Linked DNA regions of Zea mays: region 2 is linked to region 1. Evidence: chromatin contacts called from public Hi-C data. All regions are on one chromosome and are shown on one strand. The core of a region is the stretch at or near the end of the contact, and the rest is flanking DNA. Distances in the headings are between cores, read along the strand shown.

What was found. A called contact is a pair of places that touch in the nucleus more often than the background predicts.
Region 2: a contact with region 1 is called in a Hi-C map of tassel, with 2.8 times the contacts expected there. The contact joins the promoter of LOC100282740 here to the promoter of LOC103650681 in region 1. A contact is called at or near these places in 3 of 25 Hi-C or Micro-C datasets (ear, root tip and tassel).

The regions. Positions count from the first base shown.
Region 1 is chr3:145,581,121-145,587,259 of Zm-B73-REFERENCE-NAM-5.0, forward strand. LOC103650681 (protein NETWORKED 2D) reads right to left here and starts at 1,277. Exons shown (of 2, transcript XM_008676244.3): 1 at 1,065-1,277; 2 at 1-768. The coding sequence starts at 1,158.
Region 2 is chr3:145,814,056-145,819,904 of Zm-B73-REFERENCE-NAM-5.0, forward strand. LOC100282740 (MON1) reads left to right here and starts at 4,335. Exons shown (of 14, transcript NM_001155646.1): 1 at 4,335-4,755; 2 at 4,844-4,923; 3 at 5,007-5,078; 4 at 5,169-5,208; 5 at 5,338-5,439; 6 at 5,572-5,693; 7 at 5,794-5,849. The coding sequence starts at 4,393. It overlaps LOC103650682 (ABC transporter B family member 20), which reads left to right. Exons shown (of 11, transcript XM_020550329.2): 9 at 1-332; 10 at 549-790; 11 at 2,408-4,083. The coding sequence ends at 3,637.

The DNA of each region.
Region 1 (6,139 bases), core at 27-2,526:
GAGAGACCGGTAGAGATTTGCCGTGTTTGTTCATTATAGCCTTGAGCTTCTCTCTGAAAACCTTGACTCTTTCCGATTCTCCCACTGCCTGCTCCGCAGATGCCTTCCGCTGTTCTTGCAGTTTGACAATGGTGTCTTCGCAGGACTTGAGGGCAGTCGCTGTCATCAAGGCTCTGGCTTCATCATCTTCAATCACCGCGCTTTCATCAAACTTATCTTGGAAGTGACAAACTTGCTCCTGCATGTCATGGATTTCCTTCTCGAGATCCCAGTACTTTGCAATGCCGCTCTCATAGGAGCTTTTGATAAACTCTTTCTCAGTCTGCATGGCCAATATAGCTTTCTGTAGCCTGCTGATCTCTTCCCGTGCATTCTCCTTGTTGACTGGAGCTGAGGTTGCTCCTCCAACCATGGACCCAGGATGCTCTCCTTTCTTCTTCTTCTTCATCATCAATCCATCAACAGTTGACTTGTGGATTTTGCGTGGGTCGACTGGGGTGAACGCCTTTGGGATGTTATCATCCTCCTCTTCCAGCATTGCATACTGGACCTGGTCAGGAAAGGCTGTGGCAATGGTGTGATTTGCTTTGTGTAGCTCCCCTGACATGATGTCATACCGGTCAGCCAGAGCCTTGTATGCCCGGTATACCTCTTCCACCTGAGTGATCACCTCAGGTCGCCTCTTGTAGTACATCTCTGCCCTCTTTGAGAAGGAATCGGCCTCCTCCCCAAGGAGCAAGAGCATGCACTTGACCCTGTGTTCCATATCTGCAAATAAGTACCAAGATTAGTTGTTTTGTTAGGTGCAAAAACATATATATATATATATATATATATATATATATATATATGTATATATATATAATTATTTTCTAAACACAAGTGCTGATAAATTCCTTTAGAATATTCATTCGTATCTGGCTCTGATGATATTCTAAAATCTGCTGTCAGACTTGTCGCACAAGGACAGGTAAGGAATGAAGGGCAGACAGATGCATTACTAATTTACTGTGAAATGAAAATCATCATGCAACAAGGTTGATCAAACAAGATGAAACAAATACCTTGGAGGTGGTTGTCGAGCCATTTTGACTGTTTGGTGCGGATGTGGCTTGCCCACCACCATGAATATGCATTGCTCGCTGCCCGCTGCAGCATCCTTTCCTGTCTCTTCCTCCTCCTCCTTCACCTTGTCCAAGATCCAATCTAGCGGCATTAATCTTTTCTTGGCATAACAATTACCATGCGAAAGAATAGAGAGAGGCTCGAGCAAGAAAGGAGGAGGGGGGAGAGGTCATCGTGAGGCTGCTGATAGCCAAGTCCCAAACACACAGCAGTCAGTGGCTAAAAATAGCAAATATGCATGGTCCTCTTCAAGAGTCATGCATTGCCATGTTGGGAGCATCTGCAGACATGTCACACAGTTAGGCCTCAGACAAGGAGACCTCATCTCTCCTTACCTCTTTATTATTGTAGCTGATGTTCTCCTGTAACACCTGAAGAGAACCTGGGCACTAAACAAGGCGAAGGCAAGATCTGAAGCTGCTGCTGGCGAAGGCGTGGCGAAGGCGTTGTCGGGCAGAGCGGTGTGAGTGTCAAGTTGTTTTTTCGTGTGGGCCGTGGGCCGTATGGTGTGTGTGAGGTCAGGCTAGCCCATGAAGGGGTGGAGTTATAAGCTGTAAACGAACAAGAGAGTTATAAAAGAACAGAATTTGAAATTACCACCAAACTCGCGGGTTGTCCTCAACGGCGACGGCGATTCTAGCTCCCATCCCGGTGATGCTCACCGACGGCAGGGTCATAACAACTTGACAGCGCCGATCTAGACGCCTATCATTGTGTACCGACGGCGGTGCTCTCTACGACGTCGTAGACGGTCCACAGCCGAGGGTCGGATGGTCCACGACCTACGGCAAGAGCGGAGTTCCCTACATCAAGCCAGCAGATCAAGCCAGATGCTCTGCGGCTAGTTGATGGACGGTCCATGTGTGCATATGGATGGCAAAGTTCACCAACGGCATCTGGATCTCACTTCCCGAGAGAAGAGATCATAGGTTTGTCTTGTGATCGACAGGCCACCCAAGACGCCTCTAGACGACGTAGAGTCAAAGAAAGGTGAAGATTTTGGATAACATCAAGTTTTATAAAAAGATGACATCAAGTTTATAAGAAGATAACATCAAGTTTCTACATAAAAATGGTAAAGAGAAATATTGATTATATTAAAACTAGGATAGTTAGAGTGATTTCACGTGTAACTCACGCAATAGTGGAAATAAAATAGAAGGAACATTGAAATCTTGTGAATTTTATGGTCCCATTATTTTTATAACTATATGTGGTCATATGTTGTACTTACGTGTAATTTCATGAATTTCTGGGGCTATTTATGCATTATTAATTTCTTTCTACATAAAATCATCAAAAATATAATTAAATTCATAAAATACACTAGTTTTGACCCAAAATTGCAAAAAAAGATACCAAAACTAATAAACATTCTATTTGAGATAACCTTAAGTCCCCACATGAAAATGATAAGTGAAGTATTGATTATGTTAAAACTTCGATACATATAGTGATTTCACGTGTAACTCGCGCAATAAGTTGAAGTGGAATGAAAGAAACACTAACATCTTATGGATTTTATAGTCCAAATGTTTTTTAGGACTATATGTTGATATATGTTGTGTATCCGTAAAAATTCATGTATTTATGAGGTTGTTTGTGTATTATTATTATTATTCTGTAGAAAATCATAAAAATGCAATTAAATTCATAAAATATTCTAGTTTCACTCAAAAATTGCAAATAAGTTACAAAAACTAATAAACATTCTATACAAAGATAACCCAAGTCCTCGCATGAAAATGATAAAGTAAAGTACTGATTATGTTGAAACTTAGATATTTAGAGTGATTTTCACATGTAGCTCATGAAAGGATCACGATGCCCAAGAGGGGGGGTGAATTGGACTTTTCTAAAAATCAACACTAATTAAAACCTAAGCAAGAGCTAAGCAAGAGCCCAACTTCACCCCAACAACTAGCACTAAGATAATAATGTTAGAAATGCAACGATGCTAAGACAATACTTCAAATACTTGCTAAACAAATACACAATGTAAAATGCTTGAATTAAAGTGTGGAATGTAAAGCAAGGTTTAGAAGACTCCTCCAATTTTTCCTGAGGTATCGAAGAGTCGGCACTCTCAACTAGTCCTCGTTGGAGCACCCGCGCAAGGGTATCGCTCCCCCTTGGTTCTCGCAAGAACCAAGGTGCCGTTTGGTTCCCAAAATGTAACGTAAATAGTAACGGTAATGGTTTACATTCGATTACCGTTGGTAACAAGTTTGAATAGGCTGGTATTAATTCCTAGTGTAGTATCCGATTACGGTTGAACTTAAACAAACATGATTTAACGTTATTTGTTACCTATTACATTACAAACATATGAACCAAATAGCACCCAAGTGCTCACTACGAGATGATCCTTTGCCACTCCGGCGCGGTGGATCCCTCACGACCGCTTACAAACTTGAGTCGGGTCACCAACAAGATCTCCACGGTGATCACCGAGCTCCCAACACCACCAAGTCGTCTAGGTGATGCCGATCACCAAGAGTAACAAGTCGTAGACTTTCACTTGACTAAGAGAAGCCTAATGCAAGTGGTGTGTGCTCTAGGTGGCTCTCGCTAGCGCTAATGAGGAACAAATACGGGATTAAGATTCTCTAATCTCCTCACTAGGCTTTTGGTGCTTGCAATGCTCTACCAATGTGCTGGAATTAATGTGGGCAGCAAGACATTGAATATGGTGGGTGGAGGGGGTATAAATAGCCCTCACCCACCAACTAGCCGTTACCACCAAAGTTCTGCGCATGGGCGCACCGGACAGTCCGGTGCGCCACCGGTGCACCAACGGTGCGCTACCGGTGCGCCAACGGTCGACTCCAACGGCTAGTTCTGACAGCTAGCCATTGGGCAGATGGCACACCGGACAGTGAATAGTCACTATCCGGTGCACTGTTCGGTGCACTATCCGGTGCGCTGTCCGGTGTGCCACTAAAATTACACTCAGGAACCTTGCGCTCTCGGGTTTCTGCGTGGGGAAACCCTTCCCCTGGGCCAGCCTGGCCCCACCTGGCAGAGGGTGCACCGGATAGTCTGGTGCACACCGGACAGTCCGGTGCCCCAAGGCCAGAAACCCTACTTTCTGTTTTGTGCTGTTTTTCAAATTGATTTTCGTTCTAACTTGAGTGTATGTTCTAGAGTGTCACCTAGCACTATATGTGAGTGTGAATATGCAACAACACTACACTAGAACTCTCTTGGTCAAACTACTCATCGACAACCCCTCTTTATAGTACGGCTAAAACAGAATAAAAGACCTAACTAAATCACGAGTGTCCACAACTCCTTGACACTCGGACTATGTAGTCCTTCACCTTTTGTTTCGTCGTTTTAGTCGTCGCTTCGAGTTCTTATCTCTGGGATTGTTTTCACGTTGTAGTACTTCTACCTGTAATGCGACCTAACTTACCATTTGTCTCTGCAAAACACACGTTAGTCACATATAACATTACGTTGTCATTAATCACTAAAACCAACCAGGGGCCTAGATGCTTTCAATCTCCCCCTTTTTGGTGATTGATGACAATCCTACAAGTTTTGTGAGAGTAGTTTGTTTTGAAATTTCTGTCAATAGAGAAGATGATTAGTTGTACTTCAGTAATCTTTGACAGGAAAAGTGTGTAACATAATAATATGAATGAGCGCATACACATTGTAAGTTTCTTGTTCATATACAAAAGTGAAATCAAATCGATGAACAAGAACTAGAAGACTGGTGATAACATATAAGGTGAAAACGTAATACACACACAGTCAACATAAGCATCGAGAGTATATAACAGAGTTTGTGAGCCAAAAGCATCATACAAAAGTGAAGTTAGTACAGAGAGTAACAAGCACATACATTACATCAAAATGACTCTCTACTAACTCCCAAACTCCCCCTAGCTCTCACAACTCATATCTCTCCCCCTTTGGCGTCAAACACCAAAAGGGAACCCGAACCTACACATCAGAAGAGGGAGGAGGTGGCAGGGGCGCATCCTGTCGCGGTCGTGGCAGTAGAGCGAACACCAGCTGTGGGTCAGAGTCAGTCTCGGATCCAGGATCTGCTGTAGAAGCTGGAGCTGGTACTGACTCATATGGAAGCTGCGTTGCAGGAGCTGCCGGAGCCGAAGAAGTCACAGACACCGCCACAGCGGCAGTGGAAACAGCAGGAGCAGGTGGTACTGGCGGCTGAGAGCTGACGGAGCCAATGACCGGCGACGTGAAAACCAAGGTGATCGGCCGGAGCGGAGAGGAAGAAGAACCAAGTGTAGGAAGAGGGGGTCCTGGCTGAATAGGGGCACAACGGGAGCTTGAAGAGGTGGAGGCGGTGCTGACTGAACTGGGGGAATCGACACACTGGTGTGCTGAAGCATGAGAGTCATGAATGCCCTGTTCTCAGCCCGATCCTGAAGAAGTTGCCGCTGCAAAGTATCCTGCCTGTTCTGAATCGTCTGAAACATCGAGATCATTCTCTCGGACATCTGCTGCTGGACCGCTGCCAAGTGAGCCTGCTGCTGAGTGAGAGTCTAGAGGATTGCCGCAAGAGCAGGGTCAATGGCAGGAGGGGCAGCACCACTGGAACTCCCAGCCTCATGATCATGAGTGCGTGGAGGCATAGGAGGCGGAGGCGGAACCCCAAAGTCATCATCATCATCATCATGGACTGTTGTGTCCTGCGTCTCAAACTGGTGAAAAGTGGTATCCTCGGCCTGAGTATCAATCACTGGAGCAGGTGCCAGCACAGGATCCTCTGGAGCTGGACGGTACGACCCAAAGATGAGGCGAGAGGCCTCAAGAGAACCCTGGAACTGTGGGGGTCGAATCAGCTGAGCAAAGATGTGACACAGATAGTGAGCATAAGGCAGCTGTCGACGAGCACGCAGACCATCTAGTACGGTGTCCTCGATCTCACAAATGAGAAAATCCACAACATCAAACTCTGAATGAGAAACTAGGGCACCAAGGAGCCAAAGCTGAATATGAGTGGCAGCCTCCCTGTAACCCAACCGTGGCAGAA
Region 2 (5,849 bases), core at 3,085-5,584, 240 kb after region 1:
TGCTGAGGATTCCAAGCAGCAGCACACAAAAGCACCATCTTTTTGGAGGCTTGCAGAGCTTAGTTTTGCGGAATATTTTTATGCTCTGTTAGGAAGTGCTGGGGCTGCTTGTTTCGGTTCATTTAATCCTCTTCTTGCTTATACAATATCTCTTATAGTAGTGGCCTACTACAAAATAGGGGTCCGTGATGTACATGCCGAAGTGAATAAGTACTGCTCATTCATTGTTGGCATGGGTATAATTACTGTACTAGCCAACTTCTTGCAGCACTTCTACTTTGGTATAATGGGAGAGAAAATGACCGAGCGTGTCAGAAGGATGATGTTTTCTGGTATGACCGTCTTTTCCTTTATGTTACTTTTGTAGTCCCATATTTGATGGTGCAACCTCAGCTCTTATAAACTATCTAGTTTAACATCCATAAATAAAGCACATATTCATGAGTATTGAACACAAGAAACAATGCTGCTAAGTTCTATTGTGTATAGATTATAGTAAACCATTGTTGAAATATCAGAGTTCTCAAATTCTGTTTATTGTATTCCAGCAATTCTGCGCAATGAAGTTGGTTGGTTTGACGACGAAGAAAATAGTGCAGACATATTATCAATGAGACTTGCAAATGATGCAACATTTGTCCGCGCTGCTTTCAGTAACAGACTTTCTATATTCATTCAGGATACATCGGCCATTCTTGTTGCACTTCTTCTTGGTATGTTACTACAATGGCGTGTTGCTCTTGTTGCATTGGCAACGTTACCCATCCTTATCATTTCTGCGGTTGCACAGGTTAGCTCTCATCCATTTCAACATCCAACATAATTTTACTATATTCCTAAGAAGGGCGGGCCTGGCGCAATGGTGAGAGCTGTCTCACTGAGTCACCAGGTCATGGGTTTGAAGCAGTCTCTCCGCATTTACATGGGGAAGGCTCGCCTCAGTCTATCCTTTCCCTAGACCCCACTCACGTGGGAGCCTCCGGCACTGGGTCTTCCCCTCCTCAACATATTAAGGTCTATTATATGGAAGTAAAGCCTTTCCTTACCTGTATGTATGTATTTTATTATGGCTCTCTAAGTTTTGAAGTATATATTTTATGGAACTTAATGTGGAACAGAATCAAATATTTTTGTTCTTGAACACACATGAGAGCTGCACATCTTTATAGTGCAGAGAGAAGAAATAACAGCCCCTTACAAACAACCTTCCCATCTCAATTATGAGACAAGGAAGGGAGACACCGGATTGGCAGATTCTCATCTCCTCCTGGAAGGTAGTATTGAACATTGGTGAGAGGAGAGGCGCCATTAGAGAGACACTTGTTCCTTTGAAACCACAGGGTCCAAGCACCCAAAATCACAACAGTATTAAACCCCTTCTTTTGGCCTTATCAAACCATAAATTTGCCTTATCAATCCCTTGAATTGCATCAAAACTTAATCTTGCAGTTACAGATGAGCTGCACTAAGGTCACTGTGCCAGGTCCGGCAGTACCTTTTGTGCTTCTAATAACTTTGAAGAAAGTGAGACTTCTAGTCTCTATGACAAGGTTATATTAAGCGCTAGGCGTTAGGCCACTGCTTAGCTCCTAGAGAGCTTAAGTGTTTATAGGAAACAGTTTTAGCTAGGAATCAGGAGTTTTAGCTAGGCTCAGATGAAGACATCTTATACAAAGCATGTACTAATTAAGCTTCCAAGTCAAAGCATCCGTCTTAGACATAGAACAGAACAGAGGAGATGGAGGAGCAACAGATAAATAGCAAAGGGGGAGACTGGAAGACTGGAGGAGCAGCAGAACTATGGCGTCGCTGACCCTGGTGGGCGGCGGCTGGGGAAGACAGGAAGAGCCGAAGAGGACAAACGGACAGGCGGTGACGGCAGACCTGGTCGACTGGGGAAGAGGGCCTGACCGGCGGCAGCAGCAGCTTCCACAAGCTCTTTCTTTCCCACCGTTTCCCTCCTCTCCCACACGGCAGCTCTCGCCCTGTTTCCTTCTCTCACATGCAGCAGCATGCCAGCAGCTCCCACCTCCCGCACGTCTTTTCTTTCCCGTCGTCCTTTTCCACCCTTCTTTTTCCCGCCCTTCTTTTAAACTTTCATGCGCTTTTCCGTGCGCCCAGGCCCGCTTCCACCCGCATTTTTCCGCTTCAGCGCGCACAACGCAAATTAGGCGTCGCCTACGCGCGCCCACCGCGGAAAACAGCGCCTATGGCATAAGTGCCGCGCTAAGGCATCGCTTAACGCCTAATCGCGATTAGGCGGGCGCTTAAACACACTTTTTGAACATTGCTCTATGAAACTGAAAAATGTTTGATAACATGCATTTATTTTAATACCTTGCTTCAAATAGTAAACCTCCTCGTCGAACTGCTTGATTGGGCTCACACTTGGATTGCTCTTCTGCAGAAAATGTGGCTTTCTGGCTTTTCCAGAGGAATTCAGGAGATGCACAGGAAGGCTTCTTTGGTTCTTGAAGACGCTGTGAGGAATATCTATACTGTGGTGGCTTTTTGTGCTGGTAACAAGATAATGGAACTTTATAGATTGCAGCTTGGCAATATTCTCAAGAAAAGCTTTATACATGGGATGGGCATTGGTTTTGCCTTTGGCTTCTCTCAGTTCCTTCTTTTCGCATGCAATGCACTTCTGTTGTGGTATACAGCCGCTGCTGTGAAGGACGGACATCTCAGTCTCGTAACAGCTGTCAAGGAGTACATTGTCTTCTCTTTTGCGACTTTCGCACTGGTGGAACCATTTGGCCTTGCCCCTTATATACTGAAACGCCGGAAATCCCTGACCTCAGTATTTGAAATTATTGATCGTGTACCCAAGATTGATCCAGATGATGCCAGCGGCCTGAAACCACCTAACGTGTATGGGAGCATTGAATTTAGGAGTGTTGAATTTTGCTACCCTACGCGCCCTGAGATGATGGTTCTGAGTAATTTTAGCCTCAGAGTGAGTGGAGGACAGACTGTTGCTGTAGTAGGTGTATCAGGATCCGGGAAGAGCACAATAATTTCTTTGATCGAGAGGTTCTACGATCCAACTGCTGGGCAAGTTTTGTTGGATGGGCGTGATTTGAAGTTGTTCAACTTGAGATGGCTGCGGAGCCACATGGGGTTGGTTCCTCAGGATCCTGTTATATTTTCAACAACCATAAGAGAGAACATAATATATGCAAGGCACAATGCAACTGAATCTGAGATGAAGGAAGCTGCCAGGATCGCGAATGCCCATCACTTCATCAGTAGTCTGCCTCATGGTTATGATACACATGTGGGAATGCGTGGGGTGGATTTGACTCCCGGGCAGAAGCAGCGCATTGCCATTGCTCGTGTGGTGTTGAAGAATGCGCCCATTTTGCTGCTTGACGAGGCCAGCTCCGCTATCGAATCTGAGTCGAGTAGGGTGGTCCAGGAAGCCCTTGACACATTGATCATGGGAAACAAAACAACGATTCTGATCGCACACAGGGCAGCGATGATGAAGCATGTGGATAGCATCGTTGTGCTAAATGGTGGTAGGATCGTCGAGCAGGGAAGTCATGATTCGCTGGTGCAGTTGAATGGTTTGTATGTGAAGCTGATGCAGCCTCATTTTAGCAAAGGGTTTCGCCAGCGTAGACTAATATAGCGGCTCTGGTTGTAGATGGTGTACATTAGCCCGCCCGTGGAGCTAAGCTAATCAGCTCTGCTTCACTGACCAGATGCCCTGTGGCCATTCCTTTTTTTTTCTTTCCTTTTTGGTAATCGCTAATTCTTTTTTCAGTGTGTGTTTGGTGATCACGAGGCTGGGAAGGGTGTTACCCTGTTCGGTGTAGTTTTTGTTAGCTTATTTTTTCTTTTGTGGTAGCCTTTAGAATTTGGTCTTGCTGATGCTGGGTTTGGGTGTAGTTTGGAACTGGAATTGTAATTGTAATCAGAGCAGTGGTGGGAGGAGGAAGCGCGCACTATTGTTTCGCCAGTAACTGTCTAGTCTAAGCAAGCATGATGATGCTAGGAGATGGTTTTGTGGTAGTCAGCATCATTGTAACCTCTTGTGATTGTTATTTGCAGAAAATTAAACTACATTTTCAGTCATGTGTACCTTTTCTTTTTGGTTGATTGCTGTGTAACCTCTTGCTTAACTGCCCCATCTATATATAAAATATAATATAGTACAAGTTAAGCGGTGAAGCAGCTCGAAACAGATAGAAAGGCCAGTGAGCCTGAATGGTTGTGTGGGCCTGGGCTCAGAGTGGCAGAGTGCAACACCGTCGCCAACAACAAATCAAACAAACAGGGGGCGGATGCGGGATCTATCTGGCATCTGTCTGATCCCATTTTCCCCAAAACAAAACGACTCGTTCTTTCCCGGGGGAGGGGAGGACTGGAGAAGCCTGGCCAGCCATGGACCCGCCCAACCCTAACCCCAACGATGCCCCGTCGCTCCCAGCCGAATCCGCGGCCAGACTCGCCGCCCTCTCCCTTTGTGGCACCAGGGACCTTCCCCCGGACTTCCACACCGCCGAGATCCTCGACGACGACGAGGGCTACCTCACCTCCGCGTCCAGAGGCGGGAGCAGCACCTCCGCGTGGAAGGAGGCGCCCGAGGGACTCCACGACGATGACAAGGATGGGGACGATGTCTCCCAGCCCAGCCCCAGAAGCAGCGGATACGCTGGCGAGCGCGGAAGCAGCCTTGATGACGACGCCGACCCCGACCCCGACCCCGACCAGGATTGGGCGCGCGGCAAGAAGCATCCCCACGAGGTGAGCTCGTTACAGACCTCCGTCAATCCCCATCACCCACTTGGGCTTCGCCTCAAGCGGCCGTGGACCTGCCGCTCTCATGTTTCAGGACGATGCTTCCTCTTCGTGGAGGAAGAGGAAAAAACATTTCTTCATTCTGAGCAATTCTGGCAAGCCAATATATTCCAGGTATAGAGGATCAGGAATTCCCTCACAGGGACGTTGCATGTACTATGAAACCATGACACCGCTACCACCTTTGCAACTTTCAGGTATGGGGATGAGCACAAGCTAGCCGGATTTTCTGCTACGCTGCAAGCAATCATTTCCTTTGTCGAGAACAGGTATGTATATGGCCTTGCGTTTGTTATAGCAATAATTTTACTTGTCTGCCGTTCTTTAACTCTGCCTCACCTTACGTCCTCTCATTCCAGTGGCGACCATATCAAATTTGTGAGAGCTGGCAAACATCAGGTCCGCTTGCCTTCCTTGTCATGTATACTGTCGTATTAAATCTTATTTTAGATTGCAAGACATGCTTTATTCCTTCGAGATGAATAATTAATGCTGCATGCTACTAAGTTCTTTAATGCTTTCTTTCAGATAGTTTTCCTTGTGAAGGGGCCAATATATTTAGTTTGTATAAGCTGCACAGAAGAGTCATATGAAGGACTGAGGGGGCAACTAGAGCTCATGTATGGTCAGGTGCTTCCGCTGCTGCATTCATCTGTTGATACTATTATTTCTTTATTTGTGGACTTCTAGCCTGGCTAAGTTTATGCAGACATGCCTTCGCCATCCTTGTACTGACATGTCTCTGAAAATATGACTTTGCAGTTGTTGCTTATTTTGACAAAGTCAGTCAATAAGTGCTTTGAGAAGAACCCCAGATTCGATATGGCAACATTGCTTGGTGGCACTGATGCAGTTTTCCTATCTCTTATACATGCATTCAGCTGGTCAGTCAATTTTTTTTCCTTCGCTTGGGACTCATTTTATGCCACATAAGTGTTTGAACATGTAGCGCTCTCTGGGAGTTTCATTGAAACAAATGTACAGGAATCCGGCTACTTTTCTTCATGCCTACACATGTCTTCCTCTTGCTCAATCAACAA